Linked DNA regions of Gossypium hirsutum: region 2 is linked to region 1. A link is a contact called in public Hi-C data. All regions are on one chromosome and are shown on one strand. Each heading gives the region's core, a stretch centred on a gene start, on an enhancer-like site or on the middle of the called end of the contact. The rest is flanking DNA. Distances are from core to core; before and after follow the strand shown.

Region 1 (5,474 bases), core at 842-3,341:
AATTTGCTTCTATTTTACTTTACATGCAAAAACCACACAAGAAAAATATACAAAGGGTATTAATGTAATTCATGAATAATTTTATTAACCAATCTATTAGAAAAACTTACAAGTGTATATAGATGAAAATACTACACTTAAGACATCATATCCAACATGCATGACTTTGGCATGTTAAAGGTTGCAAAGTGAACTAGTTGGGATAGATAAATTGATGAATGATTTGAAAATGCGTTGTTTGAATGTTAAGCATGAAATATAGCTTAGTGTATGCTTTTTTTAATTCATGTTAAGGTCATTTAAGTGCTTGGTTCTCAATTTGCATAAGTATGATATGTTTGAATTGGAAAATGAAATAATTTGGTATGGCTAGTTTGATAGAGGGTTTGATTATGTCTTAATAATGAATACTTATTTTGTACTATATTGAATGTTTTATTTGAAATGTTCATAAGCTTGAAATGGTATAGATTGATATGGAATGATGATGTTTTAATTGTGGAAAGATGTATAAAAGTATATATGTGTTTGACTGAAAGCATGAAAAATGTACCAATGTGTTTATTGCTAAAACAAGGGCAACGTCGCGACCATAATTCCCCGACATCACGACATAGATCAACAGTGAATGGCGTCATGACGTCGATATGCCTAAAGTCACGACGTAACTCATTGATTGATGATGCCGCGACGTGGAAACCATGATGTCGCGACATTGACTTGAAAAATTGAAAACTTTATAATTTGGTCCTAATTCGATCTCATGTTAGCAAAAGACCTTTCGTAAGCTTGTATTGAACCTAGAAATGATTATGTAGCATAGTATGATTGCATAATATACTTATTTGCATGTGTAAATGGTTGTATAGTGTATAATTGACTATAGTTGCTCCGGTAACGAACTTAGTATCCCGTAGCTCAAACTCGACAATCGAGTCAGACAAGGGGTGTTACATATAGACCTGTTCATGGGCCAAACTACCTATATAGGCCTAAAGGCTTGTTTGAAATTTGGGAGGGTTTGGGTAAAAATATTAGGCCTGTTTAAAATGTGTTCAAGCCCGAGCCCGACCTATTTTCAAGTTTATAATACTTTATGTTATGTTATTTTTATATATTATATAATTTAAGACACATTACAAAAATAAAACTATACTAATTATATAATACTATTCTAATCTAAACATTAAAATAATGTTATGATGACTATATAAAAAATTTCAATAAATAAAAATATATATAAAATTATTAAATATTAAATTAAAATAATATAAATATATTTTTAAAAATTTAAAAACAATATAGGCGAGCATAAAATGGGCTTGAGTAAGCTTTTTGCAAAAATGGGCGAGCTTGAGCAAAATTTTAGGCTCGTGTTTCAAGTCAGACTGGGTTTGGATAAGTATAAAATATATTAATATTATGCTTAGACCAACCCGAACCAGGCTCAACCCGATCCATGAGCACCTCTAGTTACATATTATATAAATAATGCATTAAAAATAGAGTTAATTTCACCATATATCCCCAAATTATTGATGTTATATCATTAAAGTTATTCTATTACAAAATTGTTAATTTAACATTAAAATAAGATGTCAGATCTTATGTGGCATAGCTTAAAATAATTTTTTTAAAGAAAATTTAATATTGTAAAAATGGATGTTGTAAAGAAATTTAGTTTTAAGGTTTTTGGCAATTTTATAAAAGTTTTATCGTCCACCTTCCCTTTTTCAGTTTTACTTTTTTTTAGTTTTAACTTTTAAAAGCTTAAAATTTTTATTTTACGATTAAATTAAGAATTTTAATAATAGAAAGACCTAATTAATATAATATCAATTGTTTGAGGATGTAATTAAAAATTTTTACAATTTGAGAATTCTTGGTAGTAAATGATTGGTGCAATTAACCCTTAAAATATGTTAAGTTTTGAAATTACTAAAAATTAAATAAAATAGTATATTTAACAATTTTATAAGTATAAACGAATTTAAAAATAATATTTTAAACATCAAATTTATACAATTAAATATAAAATTACTATAATATATGTTAACCCGGAACCCCGACCTGAGTAATCTTTTTTAACAGCTTTAAGTTTTCTTAGATTCCCAAATTTCGCTTCACAAATACAGAGTACCAAAACAGAAAAAGAGTTAAGCCAGAGACTGAACGGCCCCTCTTCTCACACCCTGTCTCCGACCTTGCGATAGCCGAGCGATCACCACCAACCCCCCTCCCAGAATGTTGCGTCGAGCATCGATGCTATTGGCCTGTCGATCCATTTTGGCAGCAAGGGCTCGACCCTTCTCCACTGATCTGCCAGCGGCACCCTCTGCGGATGCCACATTCACGGAGGCGTGGACTAAAGTGATCCCCAACATGGACCCTCCTAAAACTCCTCTCTCTTTCATGCAACCTCGTCCTCCCACTCCTTCCTCCATTCCTTCCAAGCTTACTGTCAATTTCGTCCTTCCTTATGCTTCTGAGTTGGCCACCAAAGAGGTAACATTTGGGTTTTTTTTTTCTTTTTTAATTTTATTTGGGATATTTCCGATTTTTCTTCAACTCTGTTTTCTTGGATTAGGATTGTGGAAATAAATATTTTCATGCTATTCTCCGGTACAAGGCAAAATGTCAAACCTTTATTTTTTTATTTTTGCTGAAATTATGTTAGTTGTTTTTTCGATAGAATGCAATGCCAATTACTTTTATTTTGTCTTCTCTGTAATGGTGATGATCTGAATGGGTCTCTAATTGTATGGCGTTACTGTTAATTTCAAACATTTGCCCTATACAACTCCTATTGGTGAATTTATCCAATAATGATACCATTCAATGCAATCTTTAAATCGGGTTACAGATTCTGAAACAAAATTAAATTCCCTGAAAGACAAGACAACCGATTGTGGCATTGCACTGCAATTTAGAGTGTATTCGTATTACCTTTGCTGATTTTCGTATTCAGAAACTGATTATAGGATATCTTTTAGACTTTTAGCTGCAACTCCTTTATCCCAAAAGAAATGTTTGTTTTCTATTTGTTGTCTATTTCTTGTCAATCCCAATTCGGCTACTCCTTTTAGATGAAAAAGTTAATGGCCATATCAGGCTTATTTGATTGTGAGTTCGTTGGGAATGCACTTAAAATGCAGTAACACAGATAACTAATGTCCTTAAAATCCTTGAGTAGACAAATAGAGAGTGAGGGTCGTATTTTTATTAGTATTTGCACTTGCACGCCTTGCCATCATGATATTTCTAAGCATTCACTTGGATACCTGGAGCATTTGTGTCGGAAAGCTGGATTTGCTTATATAAAACCTATCTGTTCATATTTTAGTTCCACAGTATTCCTTATTATGCTATATATATTTTTATTTAATTTTCAAAAGCATTTGCCTTGCTCTGGATTTTGGACATCGAATGGAACCTCATAATTTTGCATAAAGATAATTAATTTCAGCTCATGGGCATAGATTGGCAATGAGGGAAAATATGTAATTCTAAAGGATTGCATCTAACTACCAAAACTACTATCTATCTATCACTAATATTTTTTCCTTGAAGAAAGGTGATAATACTGATACTTGATCAAGTTTGCTAATCCTGCTATGATTTGATTCCAGTATTCGAACATTCCATTCTGTCTTTATTTCTTTTGATAGGTTCCAACACCAAAGGCCACTAAGAAATCTCCTATTATTCTCAAAATGTAATTCTGGCCATATCTATGCCTTCGTTTTAAACGGGTCACTCAAGTAACTAAGTTAACTGTTAAAGGTTTTTTTTTGCATAAATACCACTTTTTATTTATAAGGGGAAGGGGGTAAGAGATTAATTCAGAGATCAAACTTGAGACTAATGTCAACTGAAGACTTGATATCAAGTCCTTTGTCACTCCACTAGTGTTTATTTATGTGCTACTCTTTGTGTTTTGGTATGGGTTTGCCTTTGAAAATTGAAATAAAAATGCAACTTTTCATGGTGCCTTTGCCAAGCAGGAAAAAGGTAGTGTATGAAGGAAAAGAATAGATAATATAGTCTTTTATGAATTAGCTGGGATTCTGGGTATCTTAAATTCTCTGTTTCCAGGTTGACATGGTTATAGTACCAGCCACAACTGGGCAGATGGGTGTTCTTCCAGGACATGTAGCAACAATTGCAGAACTGAAACCTGGAGTGTTATCAGTGCACGAAGGAAGTGAAATGACAAAGTATTTCGTCAGTAGCGGCTTTGTTTTTATCCATGCCAACTCTTTTGCAGATATAATAGCTGTTGAGGCTGTGCCACTTGATCGACTTGATGTTAACCTTGTTCAGAAAGGGCTTGCAGAGTTCACCTCGAAGCTGAGCTCTGCCACAACCGACTTGGAGAAAGCTGAAGCCCAAATTGGAATTGATGTGCACAGCGCACTCAACTCCGCCCTCACAGGCTAGTGTTGTTTCCCATTCTCCGATTTTCTTTTCCTTAAACCTGCCCTACCGATCCTTAAGATTCATATGATGGATGCAGATATTGTTCTGAACATGTTCTTTCCTTCTATTTCTATGTTCAAACGTGTAACCGATATGAATAATCTTCAAGGGCTTTCACCTGGTTTGCAGTGGAGGAAACTTTTAAGAAGCTACAAATTTATGGATGTTATACATAATGCAAATCATGTAGTTGTTCTTATTGCAGTTCAAATATTGGCATCGCAGATGTTTTGCTGTTTCATAATGCTAATTGAAATTACAAGCTTGGTTGCATTTGTTGACAAATTAATTTGAAGCCGTTAATTGAGAGAAGAAAGAATATTTACTTGGTGTACTAAGATAATAAATTGGAATTGAAATTGGATTCTGATATTATTTACAAATTTAAATCAATATAAATACCATATTTAAATTCGACTTTGTGAATGTGAAAGCTAAACCCAAATGCAAAAGTTGATGTCGTTTTCACTTGGATTTTTGCACTAAAAAATCTAACTCTTGGAGTGCTAAACGGATAATAATTATCCCCCAAAAAGATCATCGGCTTTCCATTTTCCACAACCATCCACGGCGGCGAGTGGAAAGAGACTTAAAATATAAATTTAAGGAAAACAAACCAGGGTAAAAGATGATATAAGTGAGGTAAAAGGCAGTATAAAAAAAAGGGTTAAAATTTAAATTTAAAAATTAAAAAAAGAAACAGAAAGAAAAGATCGGAGATTACTCTCACTTAACCACGACTCGTTCGATGTTACGATCTCCTAAAAAATCTAACTTTTCACCACCTTGCTTTCCGGTTTGTTACTTAATTTACTCTCTCCTACTAATGACTCAGTCTTCTTTTTTATTTTTTTTATTTTCACCCTTCTGTTGTTTTTACTTTCTTTCCTTCCTTCAGAAAAAATAAAGAAACAAAAGGTTTAAACTTTTATTTTTGCTGCTTCTGATTCTGATTCTGCACGTATATCAAAATGTCTACCCAATTAAAAAACCCT
Region 2 (5,474 bases), core at 1,548-4,047, 56 kb before region 1:
TGCAGTATAATGATTATATAAATGTATTAGGGACCTCAAATACGACGAAATGTAAAGCTTTCTCAACGATTCCCAGAGGAAGTGCAAAGGATTGGTATTTATCCTTGCCCAGGGCTCCTTAATGTCACTTTTTGCTAAAACATATTGACAAAATCATTTAAATCTGAAACTAAACAAAAAATATTTTATCCAAAAAAATCAATTAAATAGAAGTAAATCAGATGGAGGAAATTCAAAAAATAATAATAAAAGAAAGAATATGATTTTGCAGAAAACTTAAAGAAGCCTGCGTTGTAGTTAGCAAATCGAATTTCTCATACCATCAATTTTTTTGTTGAATAAGTTTAATTAAATAAATAATTTAAAATTAATTCAACCATTAGTTCAATAAATTTTTTATTTAATTCAACCAGTGTCTTATGTTAGTTTAATATCTCAACCCAATTCCTAATTCAACTACTTCGATTCTAAAGCAATGATAGCTAGTGAAAGTGGAGGGATTCTTTACATTAATAATAAAAAAATTATAAAAAATTGGGTGAAAAATAAATTGTTTGCTAGAATGGATTTTTTTGAACAGTAGATGCGGTATCCATGAGTAAAACGATATCACATACAAAAAATAATACTTTAATAAAAATAAATAAAAAATAACATTTTAATTATAAAAGGGTGTCTGCCAACCAAAGGGCCGCGCTCCTTTTTCACCTGCCTTTCACTTTTATTTTCTTTTATATTTTTTTAAAACAAATTTTATATTTTATTAGTTTTATATTTATATTTTATAATTTACTTATTAATAAAAAATTTGTTAAGTTGTTAATTTTATAAATTTATAATATTTTATAATTATAAATTTTGGAATATTTAAAATAATTACCAAATTGATAAATTTTTCATAAAATTGACATAAAAACATTAGGGTAACTACCTATATAATCACTCAAGTTTTTAATGAGTTATTATTTTGGGCACCAAAATTTTTAATATTTATAAGAAAATAGTTAAGTTGTTTTATTTTTTAAATTTTATTTTTTAAAATATTTTATAATTATATTTTTAATATTTAGAATAATAACCGCTGAGGGGGAAATGTAATGACTTTTTAAAAATAGAATCAACTAGATAGAATGTGTAAAATATTAGGGGCTAAATTTTTTATTATACTAATTAAAAGATCACATTGACATTATGTTTAGTAATCTAAATAGAAACTCGCTGAAAAACTTGAATGACTATTTAAGTAATTTATCCTAATGTTTTTATGTTAATTTTACTAAAAATTTATCAATTTGGTCATTATTTTAAATATTCAAATATTTATAATTATAAAATATTAATAAAATTATAGAATTATGAAAATAAAACAACTTGGATATTTTTTATTAAATAAAATAAAATTATAAAAACTATAAAATATAAACATAAAACTAATAAAATATAAAAAATTGTTTTTAAAATTATAAAATAAAAAGTAAAGGGCAGGTAAAAAAGGGTGTTACGTCCGTGGTTGGCGACACCCTTTCATAATTAAAATATTGTTTTTAACTATTATTTTAATTATTTTATTATTTATAAATGGTGTCCCCTAACACATTAATGCAACCATTTTTTGTTGTTCAAAAAAAATCTATCCTTGTAAACAATCTAATTTTCACCCATTTTCGCTATTATTTTTTTTGGTATTACTAATTAAAAAACCGAAAAGATGAGAGTTGAGACTTGAGAGTCAAGAAGAAGAAAAGTTAGGAGGAAATTCAATTTTGAGATGGGGATGCAAAAATCTAACACTAAATTATGTCATTTTTTTTTATTTTAGCAAAGGCACGCTTTGAATTTTTTAAGGATTTTTATATTTCGGGTAGTGTTAAAGAGATTGACAAGTGTATAAAATATTAAATAAATAAATATTTTAAAAAAATAAAAATATATCAATTTTTTAAAATTATTTGTGGAATAAAAAAATACACTACTAATATACTAAATATTGACTTTTTTTTTAAATTTAATAGTGAAATTGAAATTTTTGGAGAAATTTTTTTGCCTCAGCAGAATGAAAAAAAACTAAAACTTTTAGTCAAGTAAAATGAGGTGTTGTGACATCTAATGAACTATTTTCTCAACCAAACAAACAAGGCCTTTGTTATTAACTAATGTATTTAAAGATGTGTTGAAAAAAATAATATTCTTATTAAATATGGCACAAAAATGTTACATATGTCGTGGGCCTCTTTTTAAGAATATTAAAACTCTCACTCCAAAGTCTAAACTAAGGGTGTTCATGGCTCCAGCTCCAGCTGCACTTAGTTGGCGGGCCAGACTCATCTCATTTTGAGCAATATTTTCAACCTCGGAACGTTTTCATTTAATTTATTTGATTGTTTAAAAATAATCTTATAATAATATTTATATATCTCTTACAATTAAATATAAATAAATAATAATAATTTGAAATCGAAATAAATCCTTCTAATCTAAACCCACCCTAATTGTAGAATTAAGAATCAAACTCAAAAACTTAGTAACATTATCAACATTTAATTGTTTATGATTTAAAATGAAGATAGCAGATGGATTTGGAAATTATAAAACCAACGATAATTTAATTAATTAGGTCATTAACGTTGAACAAACGCGACCAAAATTACTTAATATATATACCTACTAAAATTAATGTTCGAGTGGTAGCAACAGAAACAATTACAGGTAAACCTGAAAGAAAGCACATTCTCACCTACACACTGTATGCACTAATGTATATTGCTGAGGTGGTGTTGTATTCCATGGAAAAAAAATCCTAAATAAATGCCAAAAGAAATTAGCTCAACCCTTAACCACTTAGCAGTTACAGTGGGATCCACTCTATTTTGTAATGATATGATCTGATCTTTGTTTGTTTCTGTGTGTGTACTGACATGTGCGCATAACATTGCATGACAAATACAAAAAAAAAAAAAAACAACCAGCACGCACTCTCGTTTTCTATTGGGTTTGGTTTTATTACACATTTTGTCTTTAAACTTATTCGGCTCATCATATTTAAACAAGCCTTTCAAAAATAACTAAATTTGTACTAAGAGCCCCCAAATTTTGCTACTTCAAGTATTTCTTTGCCTTTTTTCCAATGACTCCACTAAAAAGAGGGGATGACAAAAGTTTATGCTTCTACTCTAATAAATAAAATTATTAATGGTGGTTTTTAGCATGTTAGTTAATCGTAAAAACACAAAAAGCAAACAATAGTTACCAAAATCTCTAGACTAAAACCATGAATATCATGAATGGTTGAGGTGGAACTGTTAACCATACAATATTAAAAAACAAATACATTATATATATATGTAGCTACGAATGGTTGAGGTGGAACTGTTAACCATACAATATTAAAAAACAAATACATTATATATATATATATGTAGCTACGACATCGTTTCGGTGCAAACAAATTTTATCATGACTATAAGTAGTTATAACATAAAAATGACCCCCTGTAAAAATTTAATTATACTCCAATATTTAATCCCTCCAGTTTTCCAATGTCAATTGTTAAAAAAGGCATTTTTAAAGCGGATAAAATGGTAAAAAAAACAGCTTCACCTGGCTGCATGCTGCACTGCTCTAAAATGTTTTGCAATGTCCACTCCATTTCTCAATTCTCTCTGTCGTTTGATCTATTAGAAATAAAGTGGACTAAGCAAAAAAATAGGGTGGAGTAATCGTACCGAAAAGCCGTAAATGAAGAAATGCCAAGTGCCCGTAAGGTCAAGCCTGGTATTTACCTTTTATACCCCCGAGAACCAGCGAAACATTTCGCTGATCTCCTCGCCGAAACGATTGGCTTCCAAGTCGTAATCTCCATCGGCACCGGATATGTCGCTTCGGCCGCTGCTCCCGGTGACTAACCTTCCTGAGCTACGAAATGACATGGCACGAGATGATAACGAAAAAGAGAGCCTGTCCACGTACTCCTTAAGCCGACTTCTTCCGTTAGCAACCTCCGCGGCGAGGCTCGCTTCAGATATTGCCTCAGCTCGTCCAACCTCTTCTTTATCGGACATATTTCTCTGGTGTATTTGGTTCCTATTCAGCTGCGATTCTTCCTCGACAATGTAATCGAAGGATCCAATGGAATAAGACCGTCTCTGATCACCGGAGTCAGAGCCTGTTTTCCGCTGACTGTGGGTAGAAATGGAATAAGACTTAAGGAGTACGTCGACATAGAGACGAGCGACAAAGAGGACAAGTCTGGTTTGTAGTGAGCCAAGCATCAATGCATTGAGCGTGGAACGCGTGGCAACAGAGAGGAAGCAGCCGAAGTTGATCCAACGGTTCAAACTTCGACAAGCAAACGGCACAATCTCCAGAAACCGTTGAGCCGTTGTTGGAGCGGCGAGTAATGGAAGAGAAGGTAAACATAGGGAGAGAATCTAGGAACGAAGGCGCCGGCGATTGTTCAGGAGTGACACGGTGGCTGGCGGAGGCGGTGATATTGGAGGCAGAAGAACGAAAGACACGACTCAAGCATCGGCGATTGAGGTGGCGAAGGAGGAGATAAAGAGAGACGGAGAGAAGCACAGTTATAGAAAGAATCAAAATTATGACAATAACACTCGGCTTCACATTGTCGATCGACGAGGAAGAATGCGAGCGGTCACTAGTGTTATAATTTTCGTCGAAGTTAACAGCCCCTCCTCCCACAACGCCATAAAACAAAGGCGGCGGCGGCGAAGCCATCAGAGACTTGATACGAAGGAACAGAAGAGAAATGATGTGTTCAAGTGGAGGAGGAGGAGGAAGATCACGTGCATGTCACATGGAAGAAACAAATTGTACGGAGAGGGGTCTGAAAAGTGAAAAGCGTGGCGAGATGAGATTATGATTTTTTATTTTTTTTTGGTGGGGGGGGGGGGGGGGAAGGGCGTGAATGCCTTGAAGGGGGTACTTAAATGGAGGAAGGGAGTATTAAAAAGAGTCATTCATTTTGAACAGCTAAAATGAATTTTAAGGAAAGGAAGGGCAAGGATGAGTAAATGCTATGGCGCAGATTTTAAAGAGGCAGACAGCGGCAACGCTGAGTCGTGACTTATCGTCGACTCACTCGAATCCGATCCTCAGACTCAGGGCAGCACAAAAACCCTCAACATCCCCAGTCACAATTAAAGACACCGCAACTTCAATAATTGCTGTTGAAATAAAATAATATAAAAGGCATATATGTTATTATTCCTGAATTAATCCAGCATAACTCAATTAAGAACCGGACGTATTAGTATTAGACTATTTTCTATCATTTTATATTTTTCCTTAATATATTAATATGGTAGTATTTTCCCACCAAAAAAGAAAATGATAGTTGTGGGCATACTACCACATTTTTTTTGGCACCATTAAAAATTCATGTAAATTTTTATAAATCATATTTAAAAAAATTAAAAATAAATAAGACACATTGTAAATTCTCAATCATGATTGGG

The links. A called contact is a pair of places that touch in the nucleus more often than the background predicts.
Region 2: a contact with region 1 is called in a Hi-C map of leaf, with 2.7 times the contacts expected there. The contact joins the enhancer-like site here to the promoter of LOC107929686 in region 1. A contact is called at or near these places in 14 of 34 Hi-C or Micro-C datasets (anther, callus, hypocotyl and 3 more).

Annotation. Positions count from the first base shown.
Region 1 is chrA08:106,847,633-106,853,106 of Gossypium_hirsutum_v2.1, reverse strand. It overlaps LOC107929686 (ATP synthase subunit delta', mitochondrial-like), which reads left to right and starts at 2,091. Exons shown (of 2, transcript NM_001327306.2): 1 at 2,091-2,505; 2 at 4,096-4,764. The coding sequence starts at 2,245. The coding sequence ends at 4,440. It overlaps LOC107929662 (eukaryotic translation initiation factor 4G), which reads left to right and starts at 5,184. Exons shown (of 12, transcript XM_041074354.1): 1 at 5,184-5,474.
Region 2 is chrA08:106,904,819-106,910,292 of Gossypium_hirsutum_v2.1, reverse strand. It overlaps the pseudogene LOC107929652. Among protein-coding and RNA genes, the nearest start is that of LOC107929630, 33 kb to the left of the region's middle. Within about 2 kb of position 2,797, at least 3 of the 9 cell types and tissues checked have an H3K27ac peak or open chromatin away from gene starts, as enhancers often do. A contact at or near this core is called in leaf, where this site is marked.